2 separate regions of the Ovis aries genome follow, and region 2 is linked to region 1. A link is a contact called in public Hi-C data. All regions are on one chromosome and are shown on one strand. Each heading gives the region's core, a stretch centred on a gene start, on an enhancer-like site or on the middle of the called end of the contact. The rest is flanking DNA. Distances are from core to core; before and after follow the strand shown. Region 1 holds the start of CXCR4 (C-X-C motif chemokine receptor 4). Region 2 holds the start of DARS1 (aspartyl-tRNA synthetase 1).

The links. Hi-C and Micro-C count contacts between places; a contact is called where the count stands out from the background.
Region 2: a Hi-C map of skin fibroblasts shows a contact between it and region 1, with 2.7 times the contacts expected there. The contact joins the promoter of DARS1 here to the promoter of CXCR4 in region 1. A contact is called at or near these places in 3 of 16 Hi-C or Micro-C datasets (blood, hypothalamus and skin fibroblasts).

The regions. Positions count from the first base shown.
Region 1 is chr2:174,724,472-174,731,762 of ARS-UI_Ramb_v3.0, forward strand. It overlaps CXCR4 (C-X-C motif chemokine receptor 4), which reads left to right and starts at 3,060. Exons shown (of 2, transcript NM_001277168.1): 1 at 3,060-3,128; 2 at 5,124-6,556. The coding sequence starts at 3,114. The coding sequence ends at 6,170.
Region 2 is chr2:174,857,615-174,864,558 of ARS-UI_Ramb_v3.0, forward strand. DARS1 (aspartyl-tRNA synthetase 1) reads left to right here and starts at 5,181. Exons shown (of 16, transcript NM_001161887.1): 1 at 5,181-5,287. The coding sequence starts at 5,222.

The DNA of each region.
Region 1 (7,291 bases), core at 1,810-4,309:
GGCTGCATATTCCAAGCCTTCAAAAAATGTTTGAGTTTTATGTATTGTTCTGTTTCGAAGAACATTAAAGAGTTAAAATAAAAATCAGTTCAGGTAGGATTGGCCCAGAGGAAAATGGTGCAAGATCCTTCTTTGAAGAGGAAATTCATAGAAAAAGTTATCATATTTAGCAAATACTTTAGGAAGTGGAAAGGTATAAGAAGGGATTGTCTTTTTTTTAAATCATATTGACTTTTTCCTGAATATGAAAACATTTCATGCCTATTACAAGAAATTTGGAAAGCATAGTAAAATGCAAGGAATAAAGTTAAAAATCAAATATAATTTTGCACCCAATGAAAACTCCTACAAACATTTTTGTTTTCTTTCAATCTTCTCCTAGTTTAAAATTAACTGAGACCACATTGTATACACAGTTTGGAATCGTACTTTTTGCACCTAATGTTTCATAAGTATTTGCCCTGTCCTTGAAAGTTCTTTGCAAACATCATCTGCAATGGCCAAATGGAATTTCACATATGGATGTATCAACATTTTCTCAACTATTCCACCAACAGTGGACATTTAGGGCTGTTCAGATATTTCACTATTATAAATAAAGCCTCTGTGAATATAGTTTTTGTTGTTTTTTGCAAAATCCTCTTTCCTTAGGATAAGCTTCTATAGGTAGAATTACTGTTCTAAGATTCCTACTAGATATAAAACATTTTCCACGAAGAAGTCCAACCCACATTCCCCCAGGACACAAGCAAGAGACAGTTGGTCTTATCAAATCCTGAGACCCAATAATATCTTTGGAGAGAAGATTTTTTCCCTAAGTTGACAGTCATGAAATAGCATTTCATTGTTCTCTTAACTATCTTCTTCCTTCTAGCAATATACCTAAAAGGATCTAAAGGAGTTCTCAGATAAAGGATAGGAGCTTTCTTTTGTCTGCAGACAATCAACAAATATTTAATGTGCAAATCATTTTACTCTGGATTTATCCTCTCTCCTCTTTTTGAGTGGGTTTGGGAGATTCTGCTTTTCAGGTTTTAGCCATTGTGAAGATAAGAGTCTGAGGTACAATGCAGCTGACATTCTGGGTCAAAACACTGATTCTGCCACTACCAAGCTTCTTGAAAATCAAGCCATGGAACCTGTCTGAAATTCCAGCCCTTCAGCAGATAGAATGCCTCTCCTACCTAGCTTATGAAAATGTGAAGGTACTGATGTTTTATTAATGATTTTAAGTGCTTTTAAGGCTTTTTTTAAAACCTGCATAATATTATGATTGACTGTATCCAATCATTATTGCGACCTAAATTGACAATTTGTGAGTTTGAGTGAACTCTGGGAGTTGGTGATGGACAGGGAGGTCTGGCGTGCTGCAATTCATGGGGTCGCAAAGAGTCGGACACGACTGAGTGACTGAACTGACTGAACTGAACTGAGAAACTCCAATATCAGCTTTCAGTGGATGAGGACCTTCACTGGCAAATATTAGGAAATGGGTCCAGAAAAAAGATAAAAATTATGCTCTGCGAAGAAATGATTCCCAGTCTACACATTGTCTCGGGAATATCTCCAGATTGCAAGATTTTCTCTGGAAGAAAAGAAAGTGGTGCTTAGGGTCTAGTCTGGGCAAGCCTTTTTCTGGCGACGGTCCCAGGGTGGGAGGTGTCTGAGGCCCTCCTGGTAACGCAACCACTGCTCGCCAGTCGCCGCAGAAACTCACACCTCGGTCCCCGCTGTCACTCACTCCTGCAGTCACCCTCGCTTGCCTCACTATTTATCGGCCCCGCCCCTCACTTGGTCCCCGCCCCATCCAGGCTCTGCGTGCGGGCGGGAGGGAAGTGGCGCGAGACTCGAAAGCACTGTCTGAGCGACCACTGCAAACCCCAGCCGTCTGAGATACCTTTAAGCGTCCAGCCCCCACCCTTATTCCACCCTGCCCAGCTCTCCAACCGAATTTCTTACTGTTGCCAACGCTTGTTCTCCACATTAGGTTGGACAGCGGATGTGAGGCCAGTAGATCTGGGTTTGAGTCAGGCTTGTCATCTCCGGGCAACCCTGGAATTGCATGTCTGCGGATCTGTTTCTTGTTTCCTCCGCATGGGGGCCTTGTCAGGTTCACCGCTGTTTCCCCAGCTCCTAGAACAGTGCGTGGCATGCAGTCAGCCCTCACTAAATTATCTGTTGACTAAATGCATCTCTGTAATGATAACACCTACAGGGTGTTGTGAGAATGAATGAATCTGTGCAGCTACCTGGTGACATGTTAGGGAAGTACTCTTCGCTGAGTATCTCTTATAACACAGCACAACTTTTTCAAAAGCACTATTCACGAACTGGTTACCCGGGAACACACATCTACTTCTCTATCACTATCTCCCTCCAGAATTATGCCAAATCATCCGACCTTCGTCTGAAAATGTTTTCTGATTGTCGACACTTGACTCTAGCACTATTACGGTGGATGTGCATGTCTAGTTATATATAGTTGTGCTCTGAAGAAAGAATCTTTACTTGTTTCATTTTCTGAATGAACTGCATCTGCTCAAAGAGCAGGGAATGGACTCAAGATATTGGACCCACTGCTAGCATTGCCGCCTGCTGGTCGGGTTTCTCCGGCAAGTCACTTCCCCTCTCTGGACCTCAGTGTCTACATCTGTAGCTTTCCCGGGTCAGCAATACCACCCACGTGAGCAAGGACAGAACAGGGCGCGTCAATCGCCCGCGCTTTCCACCTCCTCCAAGCGCATCCTGCTTTCCCAACTTGGGACACGCCTCCAGGATGAGCTTCCCAGCTTAAGACTCACGAGGTGACCTCGAGGTAGAGCTAAAGGTAGCCGCTGAGGGCCTCCCAGGCTTACGCTGCCCGAGGGCCTACCCCTCCGCCCCTCCCTCGCGTCCCCCGCCCCCGCGTCTGCCCCTCTCCTGCACCCCGCCTTTCTCCCCGCCCTGCCCTCCCGCCCACCGGCGCGGCGCATGCGCCGCCCGCGGAGCGTGTTTTTATAAAAGTCCAGCTTCGGCCAGAAACTTCAGTGTGTTGGCTGTGGCAGCAGGTAGCAAAGTGACCCTGAGGACTTGAGTAGCCGGTAGCCCCCGCGGCTGGAGAGCAAGCGGTTACCATGGAAGGGATCCGTGTAAGTCCAGTTTCAACCTGTTTTTTCTTAAACGTGCAAACACCTGAATTTACAGCGCAACCGCTCTCTGAGTGGGCCGGAGCAACCAGACTATTGCAGGTGCCAGTGCCCGGAGAAAGGGTGTAGAAAGGAGATTTCGTGCGCTTGGCTACAGGAGGGGTGAGGCATGCTGGACTGAAATCTTTTTTAAGTAGAAGGAGAAAAGACTGGGACGACCGTTTCAATGGTTGCATGTATCTCCCCCTGAGTTCTGCGGCGCGCGCCGGTTTTGCACGCTGTTTGCAAACAGAAGAACACTGTGGAAAAGTGCAGAGATGTGTGCTCTGTCAGAGACCGTGGGTCTCTTCCTCGAGGGAGCGGGGGTTTCTTTTGGAGCAGATAACACGATCTGAATTTGGAGGTGGAGGGCGGTACTCCCGGGCAGAGTTACCAGAGGCGTTGGGCGCGTGTTCACTAAACTCCGCTACCCGCGGAGTTGTGCCAATGGCTGGGCACTTGTCGCTCAGTTGAGCTGTCTGCGCGTTGGTCGCAGCAGGGAGGTACTGGGAACAGCCCTCGCGCCTTGGGATCGAGGGAGAGACTTCGCGGGCGTCGCCAGCGCCGCGAGTGGGCTCCTGGGTTCTGGAATTTGGGGGTCGTGCAGAAGTTAAAGGAGTATAAATGGTCACAGTGCAGCAGCACCCCGAGTGTGCGCGGCGGGGACTGGGGGTGGAATGAGGGGCTGGAAGGGCACCTGGGCCGCCGGTGGTTGCGGTGCAGACAGGCAGGTGCAAGTGGAAGACGGTTTGCCTCTCACCGCGCCCAGTAGCGCCATTCAACCGTCGGTGGTTTCCTGGAACCTTTTGAAAACCCCTTACTAGGGAGGCTTTTCGTTTCCCCCAGCGGCGGGCGATTCAAAGGCTCCCGCGGCGGAGACGCCCAACCTCTCCCCAGCACCCAGTAGTACTTGCCCCTGGCGTGCGGCGGGGCCAAACCGCCGCAACCGCACTGGGCGGGCGGCAGGCGTGGGCTTGGTGGACAGCCGGGAGTGACGGAGCTGGACCACCCTGTCCCCAGCGTGCCCTCCGCCCGGAGGCTTCCCACTACAGACCTCCCACCTTTTACTGCATCATTGGCGGCATGGGAAGCGACTTGGGAGAGTGAGGAAATGAAACTTGGGGCGAGGACCACGGGTGTAGACCCCGTGACTTTCCCCTCCCATTAAAATTCTGTGCTCGCTAACGTCCCAAACGCGCCAAGTGATAAACAGGGGTTTGGCAAAGAAACAAACGGCCCTGAAGAGCGCCCATGAGCGGGCGTCGGGGCGGTTACCCACTCTGACAATCCTGCCCCCAAGCACCAAAGCCCTTCATTCAAGGCCGCATTCTCCTTCCTCACTACGTGTTGCTTGAAGTGCAGAATGATAAGTGTTTAGACAGTCGTGGAGAAAACAGTGTTTCATGCCTTGGAATAAGAATCTTTGGGACACTCCGCCCTTTCACACACACACACACCCCAGTGCTTCTTGCTCCCGGCTTCCCTATCCTGGCGAATCTTCGTTGAGAAAGTTAATCCCAGCCCCTCAGAACACGAGATTCTTCCCCCACTCCCACCCACGCTCCCACGCCGCCTTTGTGTTGTGTTTTGGTTTTTTGCCCCGGAGGTTTTTTCTTCTCTCCAGTGGGCGGGGCAAAAGAGTTAGCGAGGATGTAACTTAGGAAACCGAAGACTCTCATCGCCGTTTTGTTTTAAACAAAGAGTTTTGTAATTGGTTCTCCTAAAGAGGGATGTAATGAAGTGACTTGTGGGGGAAGATGGGAGGAGATCCGCAGGAGTCTAGAATTCCCTTATCCTTTTTACCCTGGTACTTTAGTGGGAGCAGAATTTCCTGAAGAAAGCTGGACTGAGTTGGTTTTTACAAATTGCTTTTTTTTTAATACCAGAAACATTGTTTTGAACTCGGAGAATACCTGCTGAACTTGAAAGTGAATGTCTGTTCCCTTGCCTGTTTTTCAGATATTCACTTCCGATAATTACACTGAGGATGACTTGGGCTCAGGTGACTATGATTCCATGAAGGAACCCTGCTTCCGGGAGGAAAATGCCCATTTCAACCGGATCTTCCTGCCCACTGTCTACTCCATCATCTTCCTAACTGGCATAGTGGGCAACGGATTGGTCATTCTGGTCATGGGTTACCAGAAGAAGCTAAGGAGCATGACGGACAAGTACAGGCTGCACCTGTCTGTGGCGGACCTCCTCTTTGTCCTCACACTTCCCTTCTGGGCGGTTGATGCTGTGGCAAACTGGTACTTTGGGCAGTTCCTCTGCAAGGCAGTCCATGTCATCTACACCGTCAACCTCTACAGCAGTGTCCTCATCCTGGCCTTCATCAGTCTGGACCGGTACCTGGCTATCGTCCATGCCACCAACAGTCAGAGGCCAAGGAAGCTGCTGGCTGAAAAGGTGGTCTATGTTGGTGTCTGGCTACCCGCTGTCCTGTTGACTATTCCTGATCTCATCTTTGCCGACATCAAGGAAGCGGATGAGAGGTACATCTGTGATCGCTTCTATCCCAGCGACCTGTGGCTAGTGGTGTTTCAGTTTCAGCACATCGTGGTCGGCCTTCTCCTGCCTGGTATCGTCATCCTGTCCTGCTACTGCATTATCATCTCCAAGCTGTCCCACTCCAAGGGCTACCAGAAGCGCAAGGCCCTCAAGACCACAGTCATCCTCATCCTGACTTTCTTCGCCTGCTGGCTGCCCTACTACATTGGGATCAGCATCGACTCCTTCATCCTTCTGGAAATCATCCAGCAAGGGTGTGAGTTTGAGAGCACTGTGCACAAGTGGATTTCCATCACTGAGGCCCTAGCTTTTTTTCACTGCTGCCTGAATCCCATCCTCTATGCCTTCCTTGGGGCCAAATTTAAAACCTCTGCCCAGCATGCACTCACCTCTGTGAGCAGAGGGTCCAGCCTGAAGATCCTCTCCAAGGGCAAGCGAGGTGGACATTCTTCTGTCTCAACCGAGTCTGAATCTTCCAGTTTTCACTCCAGCTAACACTGGACTTTTATACATTAAAGAACTTTTTTTTGAAGTTACACATGTTTTCAGATGTAAAAGACTGACCAACACTGTACAGTTTTTATTGACTGTTGGATTTTTTTCTTGTGTTTGTTTAGTTTTTGTGAGGTTTAATTGACTTATTTATATAAATATTTTGTTTCATGTTGATAAGCTTCTAGGCAGGACCTGTGGCCAAGTTTTTAGTTGCTGTATGTCATTGTAGGACCGTAGAAAAGGGAACTGAACATTCCAGTGTGTATAGTGAAATCACTTAGGCTAGAAATGGTTCTCAGCTGTTTGTAAATAAATGATCTCTCCATTCCAGTGGAACATTTTCTTTTTCCTGTTCTTAAATTCTTTGGTTACACCATGTGATTTTGCTGTAGAAGATGGCATTTATAACCAAAGCCTGAAGTGATATGGAAATGCTGGTTTTTCAGTTTTCAGAAGTGGATTGATTTCCACACCTACAATGTACAGCCTTGTATTAAGTTGTTAATAAAACTACATGATAAACCTACTTAATGTTATGTTCTGATTTCTATTGACATTCCTTTGTCTGGCAGAAGTCAAAAATAACAATAATAGATACATGTATATCATGTCAGATCTGTCCTAGGTATTTAGTTGTCATATTTTACTTAATGCTTATCACAACTCTGCTGCTGCTGCTAAGTCGCTTCAGTCATGTCCGACTCTGTGCGACCCCAGAGACAGCAGCCCAACAGGCTTCCCCTTCCCTGGGATTCTCCAGGCAAGAATACTAGAGTGGGTTGCCATTTCCTTCTCCATCACAACTCTGCTAGACTCTAACATTTTTTAGAGCGTGAAACCAAGCTACTGAAAGCCTAAGTGACTTGGTCAAAGTATAGTAAGTAAGAGCAACAGATATTTCAAACCAGGCAATGTGACTTCAGCAACTCTTAATTCATGCAACTTTAGAAATATCCAACCAGTTCATATTCCTATGAAAGATAATATTCCTGAAGGATAGATGTACATAAAAAAGGAAAGGTATGCAATCCCACATCTTAGATTTGACTAGTATCCTCGCCTTGTGTACTCCAGATCTGTGCCAGCCAGGCATTGTATGCTCTTCTCACCTACTCCTCTCA
Region 2 (6,944 bases), core at 3,931-6,430, 140 kb after region 1:
AACCACTGCCTAGTAAGCGGTGTTCAGGTTAATGGGCGGGTGCCGGAGAAGGCAATGGCACCCCACTCCAGTACTCCTGCCTGGAGAATCCCATGGACGGAGGAGCCTAGTAGGCTGCAGTCCATGGAGTCGCTGAGGGTCGGACACGACTGAGCGACTTCACTTTCACTTTTCACTTTCATGCATTGGAGAAGGAAATGGTACCCCACTCCAGTACTCCTGCCTGGAGAATCCCAGGGACGGGGGAGCCTGGTGGGCTGCCGTCTATGGGGTCACACAGAGTCGGACACGACTGAAGTGACTTAGCAGCAGCAGCAGCCCCAAGAGCCACGCTAGGGGCTGCGCACAGCCAGGCTCTTGTAGGAGATAGATAGTCCCTGGGCTGCACAGCTGGGGTATGTCAAGTGGAATAAAATTGAAGCTTTGCTCTTACCCAGACACTCCAAAGTCAAAACTAGTGGCAGAAACTGAGCTCTGCTGAAGTAAAGAGATACGGTGACCACTCCTGAAGTCAAGGAAAACTTCCCTGTCTGTACCTACACAGGAAGGCTCTTTGGGGGTCAAAAAGTGAGGGGGTACCATCCCATAATAAGTATGGCCATGCACCCACTTGCAAGGCCTCTGCTATGGAATCCATCTTAGTAAAAAGATGTGCACACAGGTTGGGAAGTGTCCTAGAACAGGTCAGGTGTAAAAAAGAAACAAGGTAATTGGCCAAATGTAAACCAAGTTCCTGGTGACTCAGAGGGTAAAGCGTCTGCCTACAATGTGGGAGACCTGGGTTCGATCCCTGGGTCGGGAAGAGCCTGTGGAGAAGGCAAGGACAACCCACTCCAGTACTCTTGCCTGGAAAAATCCCATGGCCTGAGAAGCCTGGTAGGCTACAGTCCATGGGGTCGCAAAGGGTGGCAAAGAGTCGGACATGACTGAGCGACTTCACTTTCACTTTCAAACCAAGTCCCAGAAGGACTGTCCTGTATGATTTAAATCACCTCTTTACTATACTCCTCCTTGTTATGGGGGATGCCCATATCCTTTGTCTCTGAGTGTGTATGTCTGCCTTGTTTCAGTCTTAAGTAAAATGGTTCCTCTGTGTGCTCTTCCACTTAATGTGTGTGTCTCTAATAACAAACTTTGTACCTGTTTTTACAAGTTTTGACTCCCTGAAATATTCTTGTTTTCAACGAGGGTAAGAGCCAGGGAAGCTTTGCTTTTAGCGTCTAGCCCCTGGCGGTCTAGCAGCTAGGATTCCTGGTTTTCACTCAGGTTGGGCACGCACGTGTGCTAAGTCATGTTTCAGTCGTGTCCGACTCTTTGTGACCCTATGGACTACAGCCCGCCAGACTCCTCTGTCCATGCGATCCTCCAGGTGAGAATACAGGAGGGGGTTGCCATGCCCTCTTCCAGGGGATCTTCCTGACCTAGGAATCAAACCCACATCTCTTCCTCATTTGCTGCATTGACAGCCGGGTTATCCCTGGCGCCGCCTGGGAAGCCCTTCATCCAAGCTACCCAGATTCAATTCCTAGGCTGGAAACGAAGATCTTTCTTCAGGACTGCTCACTGCCATCTCTCCAAGAACAGAACCATATGTCATGATGGAGCATCTGTCATCCTAGGTGCCTGAGTAACTACACGAGCACAGCCCCTTTGCTAACCTGCTGCTGCTGCTAAGTCGCTTTTGTCATGTCCGACTCTGTGGGAACCCATAGACGGCAGCCCACTAGGCTCCTCTATCCCTGGGGTTCTCCAGAAAATACAGACCTAATATGAACAAGAAATAGGTGGTGGCGGTTGTTGTTGTTGTTGAAGTTGCTGAGATTTGGGCATTAGTTTGTTACCAACACAATATATCCAAAGAGTCCTGACCAGATAGGAGGAGGCACTCCCCTGAAGTCTGCTTATCTGTCCAAAGCCCAGATCTTCCTGACCTCTAAAATGGTTACTTGCAGTTGCCTTTCCAGAGTCCACTTCCATGTCCCTTAGCTTCTGACAGTGGTGTCCACATGGTTCCAGTAAGCTAACTCTGTTCCAAACTCCAGGGGAAATGCAACCTAGGCTAAGCCAATCAGAATATTCCATTTCCCTGACTGTATGGATTGGGTCAGTAATGGACTTGTGTCCTTAACTGGCCCAGTCAAAGTGAATCTTAGGGTTCTCGCTGGAAATGCACATACTTACCACTACTACAAGTTTCACATTTCTTTATCATTAGTTATATGCTATCTTACTAAGCGGATTATGTATAATTGAGAACCAGGATCCTAATTTATCTCTTTATTGCCAGAACCTGGCATAATTGTCAGCACAAAGTAGATGCCTATAAATAATCATTGATCAATTAAAGGAGGAATAAAATTTACTCCTTTTCGTCAAATTTCACTTCTCAAATTTCAGGCCCACCAATCCATCTACACAGCCACATTCAGCTGTTTGCATCTCTGTCCTTTCCTTTCCTCCATCTTGATCTAAGAATAAATGATAAGTTCAATGTTGGTCTTTCAAAAAAATTACAGGTAAAATTTTCTTTCTCATTTTCCTGGGATGTGTATGGCATTTGCATGAATACTTAGGGCAAACATCTTCTGGGCTCCCTTCTACTGTATAGCGTCAGCACCAAAACCTCCACGGTGACTAAAGTAACTACCTCTTTGTGACGACACATCAGCCATGTGCTACTGGAGAAGTCTCAGTTCCAGGACCAAATCATGGGTCCTTATTAAATGGGTCCTTACAATGCCCAGAAATAATACCAAATACCAAATAACCTGAAGAACTATAAATATTTTAACCTTTTCTATTCTCCTCAAATCACCAGTCTCCCTTTTCTACCTCCCCTGGAACCTCCAAACTCATCATTCATAACAGCCTCCTCTTTTAGAGAAAACAGAAGTCATCACATGGGAGATCTCTCATTGCCCTGAAGTCAAACATCTACCACTCTCCTGGCATCCTCACTTCCAGCTGAGATAGAGGAATTGTTCCTCTTCCCCTTGTCCCACCTCCTATCTCTCCCTTATTTAAAAAAAAAAAACTTATACCATCACTCAATCCTTTTCTGTCTTGTATATCAATCTACTTTTTCATGAATCTTTCCCAGTAATTTTTAAATGCACTGAGATATTCTCTTTTTTAAAAAAAGCTTCACTTATTCCTTATTAACTACCACCTGTATTTTTCCTTCTCTCCCATCTTATCTTCTCATTATCTCCAAAAGACAGGAAAGGCAGTGAGGTACAGTGGTTAAGAACATGGATCCTGGCACCACACTACCTCCTTTGAAATACATCATTTAATGACTCTGAGACCATGAGCAGATTACTTCACTTCTTTCTGCCTGAATTTCCCCATAGACAAAAACATTATAACACTGACACTAGTGCTTAGCACAGAGTAAGCACTATATAAAGGTTGGCTATAATCACTTTTATTTTTATTTCTTTACTTTCACTCACTCCTCAGCCCATCCTGACCCCATCACTTCACATGTTTACTAAGAACACCAATGATCTCTATGTTGCTAAATCCAACAATTCTTCAGTTACTATTTTACTTGAAGTCCAGGCAGCAGTTGACAATGTTAACACTTTCTTCTTGGAACATCCTCTTCACTAGTCCAGGGGCATCAATTACCACCTACCTGGCAGTGTCTTCTTCATCTTTATCTGCCCATCTTTATCTTTATCTTTTTCTAGACCCCACAAAGCTAGAGGTTTAAGGGGAGAATGTCTAAATGTCTCAAAGGCATTTTATATGCACTACGTCAAAAACTGATCCAAGATCTTTCTCTCCCTAACCCCCTGCCTTGAATATTCTTCTGTCTCTTCACCTAGCTAACTCCTACTCCTTCCTTAGACTTCAGCTGAAGTATGAGTTTCTCAGAGAAGCCTGAGGTGAATGCCTTCAAAGAAAATTTTAGCACTTGGTACCTCTACTTCACACCTGCAATGAGATGGTAAGTTACACGAGGGTTGGGACCATGTGTCTCCTCACTATCCTATCCCAGGACATGAATGCAGTAACCTCCACAACCCGCTCAGTCGTGCTAGGGCCTAACGGCACTCTTGAAAAGTATAAACTGTGCCACTTTGTGCCAGGTTAAGATTACTAGAATAATTAAAACATGGCAGGGTGCAAAGAAGTCTAGCAGGGGAAATAGTATTTTACCAAGCCTCTAAATTAGTTTCAATCGCAATAAGAGGTTCGTGGATGACAATTTAAAAAAAAAAAAGCTTAAATTGGGGAGATTCATTCATTAGACAACCAACACATATACTGCCTCTAACAATGCAATCAGACCAATTGTGTGGCAATCGGTGCAATTGTGTGGAAGGTTTTGCCATTGGGTTTACACCTCACAGGTTTTATCTTTCCCTGGTGGCTCAGACGGTAAAGCGTCTGCCTACAGTATGGGAGACCCAGGTTCGATCCCTGGGTCAGGAAGATCCTCTGGAGAAGGAAATGGCAACCCATTCCAGTACTCTCGCCTGGAAAATCCCATGGACGCTGGAGCATGGTACACTACAGTCATGGGGTCGCAAAGAGTTGGACACGACTGAGCGACTTCACTTCACTTACACCTCACATATGACTTGGACACCAGTATTCAATCCTACCTCAACAAGCCATCTACCTATAACCCAGCACTCCTGTGTCCCACTACACGGCAGCTTTTTGCTAAGTCTGCCGTGAGTCCAGGCAGTTACACTGCCGCTGGGAAGTACTGACGGAGAAGTTCAAGGGAAGAAAAGTCCTGAGCGTGCGTGTATGTTTTAGCAAACAGTTTGCTCTCAAAGCGAGGAGGAGTAAATAGTGCTGAAAAGAGAACACAGTAGACTTCGCAGGTGGGATATAGGTGAAAAATGAATGAGTGGGAGAGCGTGCCAACTGGCATGCCCGGGACTCTTCCCCTCAGAGTCGATCTCGCGAAACCATAACTAATTCCCGGGGAATTCCCGGAGATTCCCTCTACCTCTAGGCAAAGTCCCGTAGGGGCGGGGCAAGAAAAGGAGACGCCGGCGCGCGGCCTTCAGCCTCCGGGATCTCGGGAGAACTGAGGTTATCGCGATCTTTCCGGAGCCGACACTCCACGCGGAGTCCGAGCTCGTGTGCTCTGAGTGCAGGGAGGGCGGAGACTGTACGGGAGGGAGAAGCCCCTTTGGCCTGCCCTACGGAAGCCTGCGAGGGAGGGTGGTGATCGCTGCCCAGTCCAGTTGTCCAGATGCCCAGCGCCAACGCCAGCCGCAGGAGTCAGGAGAAGCCGCGGGAGATCATGGACGCGGCGGAAGTGGGTTTCCTCCTTCTCCGGGCCTGGAAGAACAGACCCTTGGGCCGGATCGCGCTAGGGGGGGTGGGGTGGGAGAGTAGGGTGAGCGGGGGCCCTGGCCTCTGGATCCCTGGCGGCACTCTGCCTGTAGGCCACGGGCCTGGGGTCCGGGCGCCCGGAGCCTTCAACCGGGCCTCCAGGGCCCTTGCCCGAGCACCTTAGCCAGACCCACCCTGGATCGCATTTCTTACTGGGGCGCCTGGAAGCATGGCTTTCGAGAAGCGTGTCTCAGAGCTGGAGGGCGGGGGAGGGGGGCGCGGAGGGCGTGAAGTACCCACTGCCCCGGAAGTAGGAGCGGCTGGGCCAACCTTAAACCTCGCTGGTTTAGGCACGTATTTCACGTACTCCGTCTCTTTCCCCGGAAATTTTTAATGTCCACTGATAATCGATTTTTGCTCAGCACTCGTGTACCTAATGTTTTTCAAGTAATGACAGTACTTCGTAAAGCGATCTGCCACTATAATGACCGTTTTCCATGTGACAGCTTTAGAGAAAAACTGTCATTTTTATTTCCTTTAAGTAACCCAAGTGAGGTAGGTGGGGAAGTTTGTAGGGAAAGCGTTTGAAATGAAGTGACCGCAAATCGTCTATGTAATTCATAATACCCTGTAGTCCATCAGTGCTTTTCAGAAATGAATGCTTGAAACCTTTCTACAAGTGATGTGTGCTCCTAGTGAAACTGAGATTTCTACCTGGCTGCTAATTTTTCTGTTGAGGAGACATGAATTTGTGATAATCTGCATAAGGAATAGATCATTTTAAAAACATTGGATGGAATAGGGTTGCTGAAATATGAACAGTACTAAAAAGTGACCCCCTTTTTTCTTTTCACATGCTGTAACCTTTTTATGCTGCCCTCCTACTACATTTTGTTACTGTATCTTTATAGTAGGACTGGGGTTATCTTTGTCTTTAAGGTGTATTTTTTTTTAATTCGGAAAAAAATTGTTCAGTAAGCACCTTAACATGTTGTCTGGTTTGTTTTGGTATAAATACAGAATCTAATATCTTCCAAATCTAAAGGAGAGGATTCCAACAGATAACTGTAGTGACAGAAACGAATTGTTTTATTCACATCCTAAATTACCTTGAAAGAAATCATTTTTATGTATTGATCTGATTAAGTATGTAAACTAGCAGTGTGCCTTTGCAAATAGTGTAGGTCTATAGATTATACACAGTTGACATTGTGGCAGAGTTATGTCACTTTATAGCTGGAAGGATCTTAAGAGATCATTTTCTCGGTAAAGTGAGATTAAAATAAAAGACTGCTTACCAATTTAATAAGTATAGTTTGTTAATAATAGTCTGGACTCTAGGCCTCTTTTTTCCTGTTCCTGGCTTAAAATCTGTAATAAGAATTTTGGTGTCATATTGTCAGTATTGAAGCACTTGCAACCTGATATCATGAAGACGGTTTTAGAACAGGAAGCTGGCAAAAGTTTTGATGATATTTTACAAAAGGAAAGTTGTAGTTAGCTTTTATCCAACATCTCTGATTTCTAAAAACTGGACATCTGGTGCTCAGAAAGCTTATCCCTAACTGTTGGTTCTCTTTGAACATCTCTTCCTGTAATAGGAAGTTAATAAAACTGTGGTATCTCATCATTTTCCCTTC